Linked DNA regions of Mus musculus: region 1 is linked to region 2. The links are chromatin contacts, called in public Micro-C maps. All regions are on one chromosome and are shown on one strand. Each heading gives the region's core, a stretch centred on a gene start, on an enhancer-like site or on the middle of the called end of the contact. The rest is flanking DNA. Distances are from core to core; before and after follow the strand shown. Region 1 has its middle 22 kb from the start of Etaa1os. Region 2 has its middle 140 kb from the start of Gm31268.

The links. Hi-C and Micro-C count contacts between places; a contact is called where the count stands out from the background.
Region 1: a contact with region 2 is called in a Micro-C map of embryonic stem cells, with 5 times the contacts expected there. The contact joins two enhancer-like sites.

Annotation. Positions count from the first base shown.
Region 1 is chr11:17,974,300-17,977,502 of GRCm38.p6, reverse strand. It overlaps the pseudogene Gm12017. Among named protein-coding and RNA genes, the nearest start is that of Etaa1os, 22 kb to the right of the region's middle. Within about 2 kb of position 1,757, at least 3 of the 459 cell types and tissues checked have an H3K27ac peak or open chromatin away from gene starts, as enhancers often do. A contact at or near this core is called in embryonic stem cells, where this site is marked.
Region 2 is chr11:17,459,274-17,462,813 of GRCm38.p6, reverse strand. No RefSeq gene overlaps it. Among named protein-coding and RNA genes, the nearest start is that of Gm31268, 140 kb to the right of the region's middle. Within about 2 kb of position 1,688, at least 50 of the 459 cell types and tissues checked have an H3K27ac peak or open chromatin away from gene starts, as enhancers often do. A contact at or near this core is called in embryonic stem cells, where this site is marked.

The DNA.
Region 1 (3,203 bases), core at 508-3,007, 510 kb before region 2:
GAAAAAAACTTGTAGACAGTTGTAAAAATTTGGAAGGTCCAGTTTGGAGGATGAACTAATCAGTGATGGCTTGTTATCATTGAAAGTGGTTAGGTAAGGACTACAGATTCATGGCGCTGCCCTTAGATGAATTATAAGAAATAGAGTTCTGGCTCCTCTGCAAAGAGGAATGCCACTGTAAGGGACATAGTCTCACTTTTTGGAATAAGGATAGGCCTTTAACATCATGGCTTTCCTTAAAGTCTAAAGCTGCCCAAAGTTCTCAATTCAATCCCTGACTCAAGCAACTGAAGACCCACCTTGCAATAACCTAGGCAACTCTAGATATAATAGGTAAAAATGTTACCCATCCTTCTAATATTGCAACTTCATTCTCTGCCTTAATAACATAGGGTCAGTTACTAAGTAAACTTGTATAAAGATTAGTTTTTGGTAAAAATTCACAAAAGCTGAAGAAATTTTTGTCAGTGCCAGCCTTGGGGAATGCATCTCAATAAAAAGGCATTAAATTGAGAGTCCGCAACTAAAGGCAAAGGGACTTCTAATGTTTGTGGGCACCATAGCACAGGTAGAGTCACTCAGACCAATAAAACTCAAGAAATATTCTCCTGATTAAAATCTCTCTCATCTACTGGTTCCAGCATGATCTTGATAGGGACAGAATGACATGGTTCCTGCCCATGCGGCAGAGCTAGCAAATGTGGGCCTCTGTCTGCTGTGGGTGTAGGCATGTTTGCATAATAATATACATTTTTTTACATTCCTCCTTTGAGGAATGCCCTCCTTATTAACATTAATGACTCCATGATAATCAGTGACATCACAAGTTCAGGAGGCAAAAGTGTGGCTAATGTCTCAGCAAAATGGTAAAGGTTGGGACCTTCTGGCAACCCTTAAGGCTGTAGAAAAGAACTCTAAAAGCATGGGTTCAAAAATAGGAGGAACAAAAATATGAACTAACCAATACCCCCAGAGCTCACTGGGACTAAGCCACCAACCAAAGAAAACACATGGTGGGACTCATGGCTCTAGCTGCATATGTAGCAGAGGATGGCCTAGCCAGTCATCAATAGGAGGAGAGGCCCTTGGTCCTGTGAAGGTTCTATGCATCAGTATAGGGGAATGCCAGGGCCAGGAAGTAGGAGTGAGTGAATTGGTGAGCAGGGGGAGGGGGAAGGGGATAGGGGGTTTTTGGAGGGAAAATCAGGAAAGGAGATAACATTTGAAATGTAAAGGAAGAAAATATCAAATAAAAAATAGATAATTTCTCAAAAAAGTAAGGATGCAGTATGAATTATACGAGGGGCTTCATGAATCTGAAGAATCAAAAGCAGCTGTGTTGTGAGCCAACTTGTCAGAAAGATAGTAAGGAAGGAGATAAAGAGATCTAGAGAGGGGTGGCTGCAGGAGACCCTGCTCAGCTAAGTTTTTATTATTATTATTATTATTATTATTATTATTATTATTATTATTATTATTTACTTATTTACTTATTTATGCTTACAAAGGCAGACAGAGTCCTGAGTTCAGGGTCTTTGTGGAAGGTTAGGTCCAGGTGTGGTTAAAGTGGTAATTTCAGGACAGGGTCCCACCCAGGTAGCTTATCCTCTGTGCTTAACAGAGGCAGGCAGGACAATAGACTTTACCTAGGTTGGAAGACTCCGCCCTAGGTGGGCTAGCAACCGTGGCAAGCCAGATCTGAGCAGCCTGCTCAAGGGTGGGGCAAGGGCACAAGAGTTGTCTGGAGATCTCCAGAGAGAACAGAGCATAGAGAAAGCAATCTGCAAACCTGTCTCAAGAATAACATAGGTTGCCAGCTTGGACCCCCTATTTGACTTCGAGTTGTATACTTTGTTGCTCCTGAACACTCCTTCCTCAGAACCCTTCTCCAAGTTGAGGCTGGTCTTTGGTACCCATCTGAGTTTCTTTTTTTTTTTTTTTTTTTTTTTTTTTTTTTTTTTTTTTTTTTTTTTAAAGATTTATTTATTATTATATGTAAGTACACTGTAGCTGTCTTCAGACACACCAGAAGAGGGAGTCAGATCTTGTTACGGATGGTTGTGAGCCACCATGTGGTTGCTGGGATTTGAACTCTGGACCTTCAGAAGAGCAGTCGGGTGCTCTTACCCACTGAGCCATCTCACCAGCCCCCCCCCATCTGAGTTTCTACAGCCTCAAGATTACCATAGAGATAAGTCTGGATACACTTCCAAACTGCCAAAATTATTATGCTTTCTCTCAACAGAGACACAAAGTTGATGTCTCACAGACAACAATAAATCCTATGGATGAATCTGTAAGTAGTTGTAACTTTATATTCTTGAGGCAGTGGTGCTATTATGTTTATTTATTACTTGCATCCTCATGCTATTTTCCTTTCAAAATATCAGATTCTTTCTTGGAATTGTTTTGCTACCATCTTAATATATAAGTGTATACATATATCCTATACTATATATTATATGTAAATTATATTAAATATATTTTATATAAATATAATATATATTTCAATCATATATACACATATGATTCATGTGTATATATATGTGTGTGTGTGTATTTACAGTTCAAAGGCACACAACACTTCCTTGGAGCAGTCATGGTCATGGCTTTCCTGTCTCTTACACTGTTTAAAAAAATGGGCTCTGCTCCTCCCTGTTCCAGAGACAGCCGCATTTTCTCGTGCAGTGCCAGTCTCGTCCCGTAGACAAAATGGTGAAGGTCAGTGTGAACGGATTTGGCCGTATTGGGCACCTGGTCACCAGGGCTGCCATCTGCTCTCCACATGGAAAAGTGGAGATTGTTGCCATCAACGACCCTTTCAACTACATGGTCTACATGTTCCAGTATGACTCCACCCATGGCAAATTCAACGGCACAGTCAAGGCCGAGAATGGGAAACTTGTCATCAATGGGAAGCCCATCACCATCTTCCAGGAGCGAGACCCTGCTAACATCAAATGGGGTGATGCCGGTGCTGAGCATGTCGTGGAGTCTACTGGTATCTTCACCACCATGGAGAAGGCCAGGGCCCACTTGAAAGGTGGAGCCAAAAGGGTCATCATCTCCGCCCCTTCTGCCGATGCCCCCATGTTTGTGATGGGTGTGAACCACGAGAAATATGACAACTCACTCAAGATTGTCAGCAATGCATCCTGCACCACCAACTGCTTTGCCCCCCTGACCAAGGTCATCCATGTCAA
Region 2 (3,540 bases), core at 439-2,938:
GAAATAGAGAGGCTCATTTTAAATGATTTGATAGCTTTGCCTAATACTCCTTATTGTATAATCAGTCACAGAGAGATACTCCATTCCCACCCCCACTTCATCACGCCCCCCCACACACACACAGAGAGAGAGAGAGACAGAGAGACAGAGATAGAGAGAGACAGAGAGAGACAGAGAGAGATGAGAGAGAGACAGAGACCAAGAGAGAAAAGGAATGATGGGGTCAGGGGCGTGTCACTCCATTGACACAGACAGATCTGTCTAGTTTCTGAAGCATCAGCATTTCAGCATCTCCCAGCATGTGTAAAGCTATGAGAGAGTGACACTTGAGAACATGTAACCAGACAGACTTAATCACTGGAAGCAAGAACTAGAAAATCCTCAGAAATGAAGGAAGCAATTTTTCTCCCATCTCCATTTTGCTTTCTATGTGGAGGTCCTGCCTTCTCTTTCTCCTGTCATCTTCTCACTCCTCCAACACACCGCTCAATCTCAGTCCCGTTGGATGTGGCAGGAGTGAGGGAGTCGCATGACCAAGCACAGGGGTTAATTCATAGGTTTCGGTAATCTGTTGGCCTGGGCAGATTTCTCAAAGTGTGTCTACCACATTAGCACAAATGATTGCAAGGTTCAGAAATGAATATAAATTACGCATTAGCCCACAAGTAAGTACATCTTATACAAGACAAAACCATAGCAATTAGCAATGTGCTACAAAATGAAACACTCTTGTCTGTAATAATAAAAATAGGTTGAATTTGGCATACTCTCCTAAGGTCTCAGAGAGACAGTATCCGAGAACCACTTTTACACATAGATGAAATGCTTATGTGAAGGTGTTTAAAGAAGGACATGTGAGTGGTGGGATTGTTCTAGACAGACAGAAAGGGCAAAGAGGAAGTGAAAGCTAAGAAGACTACACTGTAGTGAGTGGTTGCAGTTAGAAAAGCAGTTTGTTTTCAAGTCCTTCTGGGAAACCATATGATATTGTGTGTTAAAAATCCCTAAGTATTAATAACTTTGTGGTTATCCCAATTAATATTTCTCCAAGAAAGAAATTGTGCTGTGAAAGCAATCATAAGCATCCCATGTTGCCTGAAAGAAAAAGGCAGACATGTGAATTATAGTACATCTACTTGGAAAGTTGTACATCCGTGGAAACAATGTTATAATATTGGTTATGTTATTATAACATTGTAATAATATTAGTTGTATATTATACATAGTTATAATAATGAAAAATGATTATTATAAATATTAGATGGTAGTCTGAGGAAATGCACATGAAAAAAATCCAAGCCTTCCAAAAGTAAGTTATAAAATTATGCATGTGCTATAACCAAAGTCATATTATACATATATTATAGTCAAGCTTTTGTTTCTGAAAGTTGCAAATGATGATTCCGTACAGCTGAGGATACCTGTATGAAAGAATCTCTACAGACTTCCTACGATGCGCAGTAGTATTTAATTTTTTGTTTTCATTTACATGCAACTGTTGTTTCAGCTCTTCAGCTTTCAGTCTTTCCCTAGAATGTGTCTTTTACGGGAGAAACGCAGCTTCCAGTAAGAGGCTGAAATTCCCGCCTTCCGGGAAAACCCGCAGAAACCCAAGCTCCCGGCGCTCAGTGGTGCTTCCTGGTTTCCACCCTCTGCCTCTAAGGCCATTGTGCTTGAAACTTGTTGGAGTGAAAGGAATTCCCGGAAGCCCCAAGTCAACGAAGAAAGAAGCCAGATCGCAGTAGCAGATGGTTCATCTTACAGCTTTCATTTATTTTCTTTACGTGCCAGGAGGGGGTTACATTATCGACTGGGAGGGTGACCACACCTCTCTTCTTTAGAAAATGCCTGCTTGGCACCGTGGCATTCACCCAAGAAAAGTGTCACATTCTTTTGTCCCAGAGGTCCAGAGAAAGCTCTATCAGGCGGTTTTTGTTTTTGTTGTTGGTTTAAAAAAAAAAAAAAAAAAAAAAAAAACAGTATAATTACCATAAAGAAACCCTTCTGTCTCAAAAACACAAGCTTCCCATACATGGTAAGATGAACTAGACGTTATTTCTCTGCACAGCAAAAAAAAAAAAAAAAAAAAAAAAACCTTTTGGCCCACCCTACAAGCCATTTATGGGTTTGATTAAGGCCCACGGGTGTCTCTAACTTATTTATTTAGGAAACACTGTTATTGTCTTAATGTAAACCCAGTTCAGGATCAGTTGACAGTTGGAAAGCTGCGGCAGAGGGTTTTCAAAGGCGCCTCCTTGGAAAGGGGCTCTCCATTCAGCTCCAGTTTCTGAGTCGTACTGCCAGCTCTGCTCAGAAAATAAACAAATGTTTGTTTTACAACATGGCAAAGGGGGCTCCCATTCATCGTGGGCCAGATATGAAAACAAACTTCCACGTATAAGGGCTTTTGATACACATGACTTACTTGGATGACAAGAGGCTCACTGGGGAGTGCTTAAAGCTTATTAATATTGCACAAAAGACTTTTGTTTATCATTTCCCTGGACTGCCTGGGAATCACAGATTCAAGCCGCCACCCGGCTGGTGTCCTAGCATTTTAGCTGCCTTTAACGTGTGCAGATTGTGAAAGTACTGCTGGTTTGGAGCCAAACACAAACTCTCCACCAAGCCAGGTGAAAGAACTCAGAACTGCAGGGTTCTAAGAACCAAGGTTGGGATTGAAATTAAAGAGAGAGCAGAGGGGAGAGAGCTCCCTCTACAGGTAAAAAACTAGATGCCTTGCATCTACCTGCTTGGAAACCAGTAACTTCCAGAAAATTTGGAATCCATGGCCTGTCTAAAGAGACATTTCACCTCCTATTTAAACAGTCTACGCCTACAAGCTCTACTCTTCAGACAATGATCATAATGAAAAATCCTCTCTTGAGGCATCTGTTTACTAGGAAGGTGTGCAATGAGGTATAACCGATGTCATCTCCACCTCCCCTGTAATCTAGTAACCACAAGCTACTTGTGGCTGTGCTTAAATAATGCTGGATCGATGGATACAAAAGCAAAGAGTTTAAGGGGAGGATTGTGCTGTGAAGGGTGCAAATTAGCTTTTTTTATACCTATTACATACTTAGAAGATATTTGTAATAATTGGATTAAATTTAAAAATAATTAAATCAATTTCACCTGTAGTTTTTTCCCCCATGTTTTTAATATGACTACCAAAAAATAAAATTACTTATTCATCATCTATTTCTATAAGTGTTGGCCTAGATAATTAGGGTATAGTATCATATCAGAGCTAAAGCCTGTGGGATCTTTGATTTGTGCTAGTTTAGTTGATTCCTTTTTTCTGGTGCTGGGGTTATAACCCCGAGTCAGGAAAGTGTTCAACCACTGAGCCACAGCCACAGCCACAGCCACAGCCACAGCTCACTCACATTCTCTTGCCTTAAACATGCCCTTTCCACCCACAAACTGAATTTCTGAAAGCTAAAAGGATTTTTTAAAAAGTTTTAATGCAAACATCTCTATTTAAAGTCTTATCAAAACATGAGCAAACTTGCAGTCTGTGTGTGCTGAGAAGTG